Regions from separate parts of the Mus musculus genome. Here region 2 is linked to region 1. Evidence: chromatin contacts called from public Hi-C data. All regions are on one chromosome and are shown on one strand. The core of a region is the stretch at or near the end of the contact, and the rest is flanking DNA. Distances in the headings are between cores, read along the strand shown. Region 1 holds the start of Aspm (abnormal spindle microtubule assembly). Region 2 holds the start of Cdc73 (cell division cycle 73, Paf1/RNA polymerase II complex component).

Region 1 (2,762 bases), core at 162-2,661:
TTCTTCGTTCTGGTTTTGGGGGGAAGGCTTGCTGTAAAATGTTAATAACTCTACAGGATCTCACCCCAACCTAACAAGCTCCATTTCTGTTCCAGTCTTCAATGTGCCATCACTATTGGTTATAATCACAAAGAGAGATCATGTCTAAAAAACACAAAACAGCCCAACAACATGCTACCAGCTCATTACATCTCTGGTCAGCCAAGGAAACGTATAAAGGTGGTTAGTTCTGAACAGACATGTCAGATAGGAAGACTTGGTTTATATAAATATTTCTTGGCTAACTGGTAATGTGTGACAATCACTGTGGAACTTTCTGACATAGTGACACAATGTTGGTAAACCACACAAGTTACTAAAAAGAAATCACATTAACTGTACAGCATTGTTTGTAGGCACAAAATGAAAACTCAGCCTGGTCCCGTTTAAGAGAGTGTTTATTCAGAGGTCACATATGAAAGACCATGGCCAATGGACACAGATATAATTTATTCCAAGTTCGATGTTCCAAGGTCGTAACAAGTCAATGATGGTCTTGTTTTTGTTTTGTTGTTGTTTTTACAATACTTAGAGGCAACCGGACGTGGTAGTGCACGCCTTTAATCCCAGCACTTGGGAGGCAGAGGCAGGCGGATTTCTGAGTTCCAGGACAGCCTGGTCTACAGAGTGAGTTCCAGGACAGTCAGCGCTATACAGAGAAACCCTGTCTCGGGAAAAACAAAACAAAACAAAACAAAGCCAATTAGAGGCACTTTTCAAATACATAGGAGAAACATTAGACGTGTGCTAAGGCAATAGGGAACCCTGGTATAGCCTCAGATGCTGGCAGTACTCATTTTTGGTTGGTTGGAAACCAGTGCTGTATTTCTCCATACAACTATTTTACACAATGGTCACAAAGACATTAGGTAACTTAAGAAGGATAGCACGACATGGCTATTAAGACTAGCTAGTTGTGTTCCCCAGTAATTGTTTATAGTGCTTGGCCGCCAGCATTCTAACCCCTCCACCATCACTGATGTTCATATCACGCAGCCTTGCCTAGGAACCAGTTGAAGATGCCACTTCTTTCCAGGAACTTGTTCACAAGTTGCACTCAGCTATTCAGGACCGCATGCAGCCGTGGGTTGGACAGTTATGATACCCTTTTCTTCCCCGCAAAGTGTTTAAAACACCAAGGCTAATTTCCGTTCTAATTGACCGGCTCGTAGAGTCGGGGAAATTTGCTGCCCTGTTTTGTTTTTGCCCCAGGTAACCCTGACAACCCCACCATCGTTTAAACAAGGCGCCGCTTCCTCATTGGCCAGGCGCTTTCGTTCGCTCATTGGCTCTTTTTAGTGATGTGGGCGGGTTTCTCCTCGCTGGTTGGTGCTGTAGCGAGGAGGTTCCGGGAGCTCCCATTGGTGGAGGCGCGATATTTGAACCGAGCAAAAGCGGCTGGGCTACTTTCCCGGGAGTTTAGGGGATCTTTTTGGCTTTTTGATCTTTGTCCTTGTCCTGGTCGTTGGCTTCCGGGAAGCCGGCGGGAGCCGGACAGCGGGTACCTGACTGCCCGGTACGGGTGGCTGCCATGGCGACGATGCAGGCAGCCTCCTGCCCAGAGGAGAGGGGGCGGCGGGCGCGACCAGATCCTGAGGCCGGGGACCCGTCTCCGCCGGTGCTGTTGCTCAGCCACTTCTGCGGCGTTCCCTTCCTCTGCTTCGGGGATGTCCGCGTGGGCACGTCGCGGACGCGGTCTCTGGTCCTGCACAACCCGCACGAGGAACCTCTGCAGGTGGAGCTGTCGCTGCTGCGCGCCGCAGGCCAGGGCTTCAGCGTGGCGCCGAACCGCTGCGAGCTGAAGGTGGGTGCGAGGGGCACGTCCCCGTGGCGTCACCTTGGGATATAGTAAGAAACTCTGAGAAGATCTGAATCAGCTCCTAGTCTTCACGGTGGGGCTAGGAGATAATGGGACTCCGAGACCAAGTCGGTGTACTGTTTTGATCTTGGGACGCTCTCCTTGCAGGGTAGGGCAGGGATACAACAGGACCCCAAGACCTTGTCAGCTCCGGGACTTGACCAGGGATGGGAAAGTGGGTGGGGCTCCCTCTGCCTAGGCGAGGCTGGAAAAGAGCTAGACCCAACACCAAATCTACTCTCCTTCTTGACCCCGGGAACACCCTCTGCAGAAGTGGGACTACTAGAGAGGAAGACCCCAGCACCACGTCAACTCAGTTGACGGGCTTTGGTGTCTTGCAGTTTGGAAAAAGTGGGCAGTAACTCGCTTGGAATGATGATTAAAAGCGCGTGCACCTGCCATCCCTAGAAGCATTTCAGAGAGTTTCTGTTAAACAGATAAGCGTTTTAAATAGACGTTTGGCAGGCGTTGCAAAATATGTTTGAGTATCTAAAGATGATATACTTTAACATTTCCCTGTTTTGAGACAGGAGGAGTACATTGATGAAACTTTTCTAATTGCTTCTTTTCAGCCATTTTAATATGCATTTGTTTTTCTTATGTTTGGACTCAGTGGAACTACATTTCTATTGTGATAATGAAAAAAAAAACTATTTTGTTTAAATATCCAGTCCAAACCCTTACATGTGATGTGTAGGCAACCTTTGTATTTTACTCTTTTTTTTTTTTTTTCCTTTTGCTATTCTTGTAGTCTTAAGAGGTGTTTCATTCTGACTGGATTACTTTTCAATGAGTAGAATCTCTAAAGCTGTGGAAACAGTTAGCTGAGGGAGCCTGCACACACCGCCTACTAACTAGTAAGGAT
Region 2 (2,762 bases), core at 196-2,695, 4.2 Mb after region 1:
AAATATCACTTAATCAACATTTCAAAAAGGAAATCAGTAAGTCCAAAGAAATCTTAAATTGATTTTCTCGTGTTAAATTGATCGTTCAAAGTTATTCAAACAAAATGGGTACCAAAATTCTGACTCATTCTAGTAATCAAAGAGAAGCATCAATAGTAGTAACATCATTACAGAGGACTCAAAGGATTCTTCAACTTGACCCTCTGTGATTTCCTGAACGACTTACATCCACGGCATCCATGGAACAATAATCACAAATGGTTTTGTTTTGTTTTTCCTTTGAAGGCTCTTCCTGAAGAGCACACAGGATCAATTTCTCAGACCCGTATGTAAAGCTCACTGCTTTTCCCCCGGTCTCACTGCATTTCCCCGGTAACTTTCTCCCCAACAAAGTCCTGCTTTCAGCTCCAATACTGTTTCAGCAAACTTCCAAACTCTCCTAATCGTCCCTTAACTCTAAGTGATAGCTGTCTATTCCTTTTTTTTTTTCTCCCCCAACCCCTCTTGAGGAATAACATCAACCTACCCCTATTATGAAAAAAGAAAAAAAAGAAAATTGCCGAGGCGCTCGAGGAGCCAAAGAAGACAGTTGCAACACATGGCAGGCTCTGGGAGATTACAAAAAAAAAAAAAACCTAAGAACAAAAAGCGACTCGGTGGCCGGCAGATGCTGCGATCGATCGCTGTCCTTCTACACCTCCGTCCAGGTAGCCGTGCACCAGCCCCACACGGCGCGGACAACCTGTACACACTCCACGCCAACTGGCAAGTCGGAAACTCCCATGGTACCTTTCCCTTCGGCTTCTCCAACACAGAGAAGACTTGACCGCTCTAGAATCCGCTCCACTTCTTCCCTCCTCGCCCTAAAAGTACAACTTCTTCTCCAGAGAATAACTTTTTCCCCAGAGCACCCATTTTTTTTTCTCCCCCCTCTCATCCCTGAGGGACTCCGAGGAGGACAGGGAGGAGGGCTTTAGGGAAAGAGGTCGCCCGGGGGCGCCCGATGCTGCCCCGCCACCACTAGGCCACAGCCACGCCGCACTCACCCCCAAACTACATAGTTGGTCTTCACATTCTTGGGCCAGGAGAACTCCCCGAAGATCACTTCATCCCCCTTGACCACGATCTCCTTCTTCTGGATGTTGTACTGTCGCAGGACGCTGAGCACGTCCGCCATCTTCGCCCCCCTCGCTGCTGCCGCCGCCGCCGCCGCGGGCCCCGGGCCCCGCCGTCGCCGCCGCGCCTGCCGCCTCCTTCCCCCGTCGCCTCGCCCTCTTCCCCCCGCCGCCGCCGCCGCCGCCGCGAACCAACAGCCGCCACACTCAACAGCCGGCCGCGTCTACGACAGCAGCACGGGCAGAAGCCACCCAGGCCGCCGAGGACCCCGCGCTATATAAGGCAAGGCCCCGCCGCGGGCTGCCCGCGGAGAACGCCTGACTGACCCACGCTCCGCCGGGGCCGCGGGCCGCCGCCAGGGGGCGCCGTGGCCGCCCGAGCACACGCGCCACCCAGACGCCCGCGGGGCGCGCCGCCGACTTCGGGAAACGGGGAGCGGGCCTCGGCGCTCCGCGTGTGCGGCGCCCTAGCGGAACCGGGCCCCGGTGCGGTCTCAAGGCTCGCACGGGGCGAGCGACAGGTGCGCGCGCACCTGCTGGGCGCTTCCGCGCTTTTCAATCCCAGAGCGCGCGCCGCCGCCGGGTGATTTAAACTTTCCCTGCGCCAGGCTCCGCTTCCCTCCCTTGAACCCCAGGACTACCTTTCTGTCTGCATCGGAGCCCCACCGCACTCTGCGACATAGGTCCCCATGGTCAGGAACAGCTCCTAGGGAAAGCTGGAGCTTTGAAATGTGGACGTTTTCAAGTTTAGGCTGGATTTTAATAAGGGGTGTATTTGCAAAGAGGAAAAGAAGAGTTAGGTGGAGGACAATTCTTGCCCCGTTTGTTAGTCTCTGGTCTCCTAACATCGTTTGATTGGTAGACAGAATAAAATTAATCAGAGAAAAAGCTGAAAGCATCCCAACGCGTCGACGAAGGACCATTCATTGTTGACTCGTCCCCCTCCTTTCCTTGGAAACAACTTTTTCCATCCCCTCAGCTTCTCCCGGGTAATCACAAAAAAAGCCTCAAGTGATTTCAGGTTATGAATGGAAGAAATACTCCTTCAGAAACCTCAAGCTGTGAATTAGAACACTTTTTCAGACGAACAGACTTTTAAGTGGTACTCAAAAGGCTTACCGGTGCCTTTATGATTATGGGAACCTAGAAATCAATTCTGCATACTATTCATGGCCTGTGTACTTTAAACATATACTTCAAGCCTAATATTTCTTTTTCACTCTTTGTGAGAAGGAGGCACACTTTGTTACTTATAAAAACAAATACTTTGGTCTGTTTTTTTTTGGGGGGGGGGACTTTTGTTATGTGTGACAAAGTGTAATTTGGGTATAGAAAGAAGTATGAGGTTAAAAAAATGTCTGCTCCACAAATGTCTTTCTCCCGTCAATGTGTCTCAGAACCTCACTGCAAATGCAGGTTATAAAGAACTGACTGTGCTTGTCTGTCCCTTTCACATCTCTGAACTTATGCCTATATCACAGCATCCAGTATTTCCTTGTCCCCTTTGTTTGCTTCTCTACCTCCTAGGAGATGAACCGACTGTATGACATGAGATGAACCGACTGTATGACATGTAGTATATATTGGTCATATGTACTATACTTGGTACAGTGACAGCTCCTAGAACGATGTTGTAGTAAGTGAAAA

What was found. Hi-C and Micro-C count contacts between places; a contact is called where the count stands out from the background.
Region 2: a Hi-C map of B cells shows a contact between it and region 1, with 5 read pairs. The contact joins the promoter of Cdc73 here to the promoter of Aspm in region 1. A contact is called at or near these places in 1 of 39 promoter capture datasets (cranial neural crest) and 1 of 484 Hi-C or Micro-C datasets (B cells).

The regions. Positions count from the first base shown.
Region 1 is chr1:139,453,362-139,456,123 of GRCm38.p6, forward strand. It overlaps Aspm (abnormal spindle microtubule assembly), which reads left to right and starts at 1,412. Exons shown (of 28, transcript NM_009791.4): 1 at 1,412-1,843. The coding sequence starts at 1,571.
Region 2 is chr1:143,701,448-143,704,209 of GRCm38.p6, forward strand. It overlaps Cdc73 (cell division cycle 73, Paf1/RNA polymerase II complex component), which reads right to left and starts at 1,446. Exons shown (of 17, transcript NM_145991.2): 1 at 1,047-1,446. The coding sequence starts at 1,177.